Linked DNA regions of Oryctolagus cuniculus: region 1 is linked to region 2. Evidence: chromatin contacts called from public Micro-C data. All regions are on one chromosome and are shown on one strand. The core of a region is the stretch at or near the end of the contact, and the rest is flanking DNA. Distances in the headings are between cores, read along the strand shown. Region 1 overlaps LOC100340719 (guanine nucleotide-binding protein G(q) subunit alpha). Region 2 holds the start of LOC100340719 (guanine nucleotide-binding protein G(q) subunit alpha).

Region 1 (3,674 bases), core at 608-3,107, 180 kb after region 2:
CGAGATGCTGAGTGCTGCAGTGGGAGCTCCGGTGAGCCGCAAAGAGGGCTTGTTCCATAGAACTCCTGGGAGGTGGACCTGGGGCTAGAGATGAGTGCAGCGCTGTGGGAGTGAGGAGCCACGAGTAACCTGTCTGGGAACTGGCATGGGGACAGTCAGGGAAAGCTTCTGAGAAAAGGAGGCGTTTGAGTTGCCTGGGGATGGACAAGTAGCAGTTTTTATGTGTGGATAAAGGGCAAGCAGGGCGAAGAGCCTCAGGGATTGCTTGGGGTTCTGAACAGGACCTCCCTTTGGTTCTCAAAGTCAAGTAAAATTAAAGCAGAGCATGGGAGGTGAGACTAGGACATTCCACAGATCAGAAACACTTCATCCTATGGATTTGGGGAGCCATGGAGGGTTCTAAGCAAGGGATGTGTTGGTGCTTGCGTTCATGAGAGACCACCTCAGGGCAGTGTGGAGAGTGGACTGAGCAGACCTCTTCCCAGGTGCAGGACGTAAACGTGGAAGCTGTTGCTGTGCTCTCAGTGGGAGAGAAGAGGTCCAGAACTGAGGCAGGGGAAGAGGAGACAGGAAAGAGAAGAGGTCCAGAACTGAGGCAGGGGAAGAGGAGACAGGAAAGAGGGCATTCACACGGCACGCAGTGACTAATTAGAGGTGGGTGCCGGAGGCCAGGAGGAGCCAGGATTGTCCAGTGTTTCTGGCCCAAGTGATTTGATGATTCACCACTGACTGGCTAAAATAGGAGGAAGAGCGGCTTTCGGGGAAGTGGAGGCAGCTGGGGGGCATGTTGGGCTAGAAGGCCCCTACATGGGATAGGAGGTGCAGTGTGCGGCAGGCGTTTTTCATTTCTGCCCTGGAACTCAGGTGAAGAGCCTGGCTGGAAGGGTGGAGTTCTGTTGGTTTCATAGCACAAGGAAAAAGTGGTGTCAGAAAGCCACCGGCAGGCAGAGTGGTCACTGTTACCAATGACTGTAAAGAAAGCGAGTGAAGAAGAACTGAAGATGATCTGTTGGATTTGATCATCTTGGGGCAGCGCTTGCCCTGTGGAACTGCTGTGGAGCTAGAAGCAAGCTCAAAAGTGTGGGAGCTGAGGGGCAGGGAGCAGGTTGCAGAGCCCATAGGGATGATTTTGTTCAGTTTGGCTGGGAGAGCACTCAGAAAGCACCAGCCAGAAAGGGATCACTGGGGTCACGGTGGAATCACGTTTTATTTGTCGACTCCTCATGGCTGCTGGTTGAATTCTCCCAACCTGACCCCTATCTCAAGACTTTGTTGGGGTTTATGCACTTAAATCCTGAGAAGTAAATCAAGTCTTTGGTACTACTTGTATTCCTAATTCTAAAATAGTTTTAGGATGCTCGTTTTGAGAGTCATGTTTTAATTCACCCATTCTGGCAGTGAGATTTTATTTCTGTTCCTTTCTGGAAAACCCTTGGGAGTATCAGTCATCCTCTTCTGCAGTTAAATAAGTGATGTCCTTTGCTGTCGGCTGGAGCTGGGGTGCTGTCCTGTGACTCATGCGTTCTCATTCACAGCGTGTTGAGCAATGCACTTGGTACTCGTGCCTAATAAAGCATGCTGAGGATGTTGTCACTGAGCTCGAATTTTCCTCAATGGGGCTGGATTCCTGTCACCACGGATTCCTCTTGCCGTGCTCTGAGACACTGCTCAATGAAACGTTTGTCCTTTTTTGCTTTGTGATGTCTAGAATGCCATCTTCTCCAACACATCATTGGATTTCACTGCTGAATATTTCTCTCTAGTTTTGAGTTGGATTTTTAAATATTGCTGGTGTTCTATTCCTTCTCTTTCCCACCAAGCAAGAATTCCTTGGAAGGTCTTCCATCGCCAGTCCCCTCCAGATTGCCTCAAGGGAGGCCAGGAGCCATCCACAGTACAGCAAACGATGTAGACATTGGCCCTGGGGAGAGGCCAATGCCACAGCCCTCAGGAGGGCAGAGGCTCACTTCCCTGGATAGACTGCTTCTTGTTCCCACCACACTAATTAATTGTCATCTCAGAAGGCAGTGAGACCAATTGTTCCAGCACCGCCCTGGCCAAGCCGATGCTGGAAGAGGTAGCGAGCTGCCAGCTTTTCTGCAGTTGGCTGGGAGTCTGTATCCCAGCCGTCTGGTGGAGGAGACAAGCCAATTTGGGGCTTGCCATGCTGCCTCAGAGATGCCAGCCGTGGAGTTGCTTGTAGAGAAAGTGGGAGCATAAAACTGGAGTGAGGTGGCATGAAGACCTGAAACCCTGGTGTGCATTCGGGCACAGGGAAGTGTACGATTTGCCCGGGAAGCGGAAGTTGCCCTGTTCAAAACGGGCTTGTAAGTTCTTTGCCACTTAACACGTCAACAACATTGTCATCTTTAGTCTTTACTTTCCACCTCAGCGAGGAGGAAGAATGTGTCGTCTGTGACCCTGAAAGCTCCTTGGAGGGCGTGGCCATATGTGGAGAGAGAACTGTGATGAAAATGACCCTGGGAGACAGAGGCAGGTGGGGCTCTTGTCATTGTTCCAGGTGGAGAAAGTGAAGCAGCAGATCCCTTAGGTCCTTTGTTGAAGGTCCTACATAACTGCTTCTCAAAGCTAGGGTTGCCAACATAACATCATCACCTAAAAACTCTTAAAAACAAAAACAAAACAAAATAACAACAACAACAGAAAAGCTACAGGCTTGAAGGGGCACAAGCTGAAATGGATAAACCTCTGCTCACGCTTAGGGCTGTTACTAGCGCCTAAGTGTGCTGTGTACAAATGGAGAAGGATATCCTCAGTCCCCACGCAGGGAAATTGCAAAATAGGCGCTTCTTGCTCATGAAGTAAGGCCGAGCTTCGTGAGCTGAATGCAGACTGGGTCCTCAGCCCCAGGCTGACCACCACTGTGTGTACCTTTGCACAAGGCACAGACCACACACCACGTGTGGAGGACTGAGGTGGGCATTTGTTTTGACCATGGATAAGTTCATGTAACCAGTTGGGCAAAATCCTTCTTTTATCTTGGCCCTCTTCCATTCCCAAGCTTAAAAAGAAAGCTCATTAAATAACTTAATTGTGAGTGCCCCACCTTAACGGTATTCTTAAGGAACTCCAACTTTTAAACCATTTTTCTCTCCCTGCAAATTGTACTACCCACCCTTCCTTTTTGATATCTGCTGTAGCAAATCAGATGGCCACACTCTGCCCACAGGACGTGGTCTTTAAAGGAGTCATTTCCTCTTCCATCTCCTCCGGGCCATTCCCATCGTGTTTTTCGTGGCACTGGCAACAGGAAGGCACATTGAATAGCAGCGCTGAAAAGGCACTTTGTTGTTTATGTTATTACTGTGGGTTTGTCTTTGCCTAATAATTAGCGTTTCCGGCTTTCTGAATTTATTTGCCAAAATATTTGCAGAACTTTTGTGAACAAATAAGGGATGTTTCTAGACATAACTGACCACTGCCTTGCAGGCTGAGCAAACGCCTGGCGGTCTGTCTTTTGGGATGGGTTTGTTCAGGGAAAGATTATCCTAGTAAGGGAAAAACCTTCTAAATCGCTAGCCTGGTGTTGGTGGTGTCCCAGAGGCCGCAGTTCCAGGAAGGTCGAAGCAGTCCAGTGTTCGTTTCAGGACAGGGTAGGTCATTGTCAGCAGTGGCAAGGCCAAGGGTTACACTGGCCAAAATCGCATCCTGTC
Region 2 (3,254 bases), core at 275-2,774:
CCGCACGGATTTACATGCTCCCAGAAGCCACCCATAAGTTCCATCTCGGTGGAGCAGGGTACATTCGGTGACTTGGCTGTGAAAACATCGCGTGCCTTTTCAAAAACGAGGAGCATCTGTAAAACGGAAACAAGAACAACAGAAAACCAAAACCAAAATCACCTCAACAGCATGAAAAGTTGGAGCCTGCCAGGAAGCTCCCGGCAACTTGGGCAGCTTCATTTTTCTGCTCAGATTTCTATCTCAAGTGAATTGCAGGGTCCTCGCCCCCTACCCCTCGGGGAGGCAGTGACCACTCCTCTCCGGCCACAGCCCACCCGGAGAGAATCGTATTTTCTAAGATTCAACTGGGGTCAGTAGTGACGAGAGGCAGCTTCTAACCGAATGGCGTTTGAGGAATAACCTCGGGAAAAGACAGAGGCCACCGCACAGCGGCCTCGCGGAGCCGGGCAGGGGGTCTCCGGCGCTGCCAGCGGGGAGCCGGGCAGGGGGTCTCCGGCGCCAGCCGGTGCATGGGCTCGGGGCCGACTCCCGCGGCTTCCAGGCGGGGCCGAGGCGGCGCTCCGGGGCTGGTGGGCTGAGAGGCAGGCGGAGGCCGCCATATTCCCGCTCCACCACGCCCGGGCGGCCGCAGGTTGCCGGGGTTCCGGCCCGCGGTCGCAGCCGCCCGCTCAACCCGAGCGGCTGTCAGCGGGCCCTGCCCCTAGCCGAGGGCGGCTGCGTCCGCCGGAGCCCGCCGGCCTCCACGGAGGGCGCGGGAGAGGGCGGCGCCCGCGGAGCCTGAGGGGGCCGGCCCAGTCAGGGAGCTGCGCGAGCGAGGCGAGAGCCGCACTGGGCGGCGCGGCGCGCGGCTGCGAGCCCAGGGAGAGCCTTCCAAGAGGGGCCGGGCGGCTCCGCCTCCCGCGCCCGTCCCTCCGCCTCCGCCTCCTGCCCCTCCTCCTCCTCCGCCTCCTCCCGCCGCCGCCGCTGCCGCCGCCGCCGCCGCCTCCCTCCCGGATCTGTGCTCCAGTTCAGAGAAAGAAGAAAATGTGTGTGTGTGGCGAGGGGGAGGGCGATCACTGAGCAGCCGCTCCGCGCCTGGCAATCGGGGCCGGGGGTGGGCGTTTGGCGGAGGCGGAGGCGGAGGCGGAGGCGGAGGAGCGCGCGGCGGGCCGGGCCGGCGAGCGGGGTTTGCGCGCTTAGCCGGGCGGTGGGCGCGGGCAGGGCCGCGGGCGCCCGGGAGCCGTGTCAGGCGGCGGCGAGGAGCGGGCGCGCCGGGTGCGGGGAGCGGTCGGCGGCCGCTCGCTAGGGGGGCGCCCCGGTGGATGTGCTCTCGCCGCCGGGCGCAAACCGTAGGGGAGCCTCGGCGGCGGCGCGGGGGGCGAGGCGGGCTGCCCGTTCCCGGGGAAGGAGGCGCGGGCGTCTGAGCGAGGCCGGGCGCGGCGGCCTTCCCTTGCGCGCCCCCCGAGCCAGCGCCCGCGGCCGCCTCCCGCGCCCGCCTCGCTCCGCCGGGCGGCGAAGGCCTCCTGCGCCCGCCTAGACCCCGGCCCACCTGGTGGCCCCGGCCCTGGCCGTCGCCCCCGCGGCGGTTCCGCGATCTCATCCCGGACGCGCGCCCAGGCGGCGGGGGCTCAGCGGCCACCGCTGCCTCGGGGGAGCGAGGGCGGGAGGGTGTGTGTGTGCGCGCGTGTGAGCAGGGGGTGCCGGCGGGGCTGCAGCGGAGGCACTTTGGAAGAATGACTCTGGAGTCCATCATGGCGTGCTGCCTGAGCGAGGAGGCCAAGGAAGCCCGGCGGATCAACGACGAGATCGAGCGGCAGCTCCGCAGGGACAAGCGGGACGCCCGCCGGGAGCTCAAACTGCTGCTACTGGGTGAGTACGGCCCGGGCCGGCCGTGCGGGCCCTCCCCCGGGCCTCTGCGCGCCCCCAGCCCCCGCCTCCGGCCCCTCCGGGCAGCCGCCCCCAGCCCCCGGGCTCGCCCCTACCCTCCCCGGGCGCGCCCCCGGCCTCCACCCGCACCCGCGCGGGTACGCGCGCGCGCGCACACACACGCCCGTGCGCGCGGAGGGTTCGGGGCTGCCTTGTTGGGTGCCTCGGCGCGTGCTGTCTTGTGTGTCCCTTGTTGTGGGGGGGGCTTGCGTTCTCTGCGGTGTCTCTGCTCAATGGCAGATCAGATCTGGCTAGGGGCGCGGGGCTGGGAAGGTGGGCTGAGGGCTTGAACTTGCAGCGCCGGGGCCGCCGCGCCCCCAGGGGTGGTGGAGCTGTGTGTGTGTGTGTGTGTGTGTGTGTGTATGTCGCCCGGAGGGTGGCGAGCCGAGCCGGGGCACAGGGCGCGGGCGGGCGGGGGGGAGATGGCGCGCCGTGAGGTGGCCGTTGTGCATCCATTATCGGTGCGTTCTGGGGTCCAGGAGAAGTGGGGGAGCCACCGGTGGGCAGACTGGCGAGTGGGATCCCCAGGGGTGAAAACTAGAAGCCCAGCAGGGGTCGACCCTCCCCAGCCAGGGGTTCGTGGGGTGGGGGCGGGGAGGGCGGGCAAGCCCCCGTGTGTCACCCGAGTGTTCTTCTGCAGCCACCAGGCCACCCACAGGAGGGGCCCAGCAGAGTTTCTTGGCCAGTGGATGGTGGCAGGCGTGCTTCTCGGCTGCACCATTCCTTCCGGATTAGGACCGGGGCGAGGGGAGCGTGGCTGGCGTGGTTGTTGACAGCGACGGGTATCTTTTGTCTAATGAGGCATCCCAGATCTAGGCCTGAATTCACAACAGTACCGCAGCCTTTCCGTCCCTCTCCGGGGGAAAGAGAGAAACCTTTTGTTTGAAACGGACAGCATTGTAGTGTCTTGGGCATCAGGGCTGCAAAGGAAAATTTCCCTCTGGTCTCTGAATCAACAGCCCCGCGTTCTGCTTTCACGCGAAGTTAGCAAGAGAATGCCGTCTCTCGAATAGGCGTCTATGGATGATTACCTCCGAGAGAATGCTCGGAATCAGGCCACCAGGGTTCACAGACAAGCCAGCGTGAGGGCACCCGGAGCTATTGTGGTCGGCAGAGGCCTGGAGGACGTCTGCACTTGTGTTCTGCGTGTTTGTGTGTGCATAATAAATGCGCGTCTCCGACAGGAGAGAGTGTGGTCTGGGCAGTTCGGGTGGCAGAAGCCTGTATTCCCTCTCTTATCTTGAGCATTCCATCTGCTGGAGAACCAACTGTCTTTGGGGACTCAACTGCTCGTGCACTGGATCCTTTGCAAACAGGAACAAAATAACAGGGCCACCCGTACTTAC

What was found. Hi-C and Micro-C count contacts between places; a contact is called where the count stands out from the background.
Region 1: a Micro-C map of ear pinna shows a contact between it and region 2, with 2.5 times the contacts expected there. The contact joins the enhancer-like site here to the promoter of LOC100340719 in region 2. A contact is called at or near these places in 3 of 6 Hi-C or Micro-C datasets (ear pinna, psoas muscle and an unstated tissue).

Annotation. Positions count from the first base shown.
Region 1 is chr1:152,401,179-152,404,852 of mOryCun1.1, forward strand. The region is part of intron 2 of LOC100340719 (guanine nucleotide-binding protein G(q) subunit alpha); the gene reads left to right. Among named protein-coding and RNA genes, the nearest start is that of GNA14, 200 kb to the right of the region's middle. Within about 2 kb of position 1,858, at least 2 of the 8 cell types and tissues checked have an H3K27ac peak or open chromatin away from gene starts, as enhancers often do. A contact at or near this core is called in ear pinna, where this site is marked.
Region 2 is chr1:152,216,714-152,219,967 of mOryCun1.1, forward strand. It overlaps LOC100340719 (guanine nucleotide-binding protein G(q) subunit alpha), which reads left to right and starts at 1,525. Exons shown (of 7, transcript XM_051858885.2): 1 at 1,525-1,851. The coding sequence starts at 1,716. It overlaps LOC103348424, which reads right to left and starts at 741. Exons shown (of 2, transcript XM_051858926.2): 1 at 382-741; 2 at 1-116. The coding sequence starts at 602. The coding sequence ends at 11.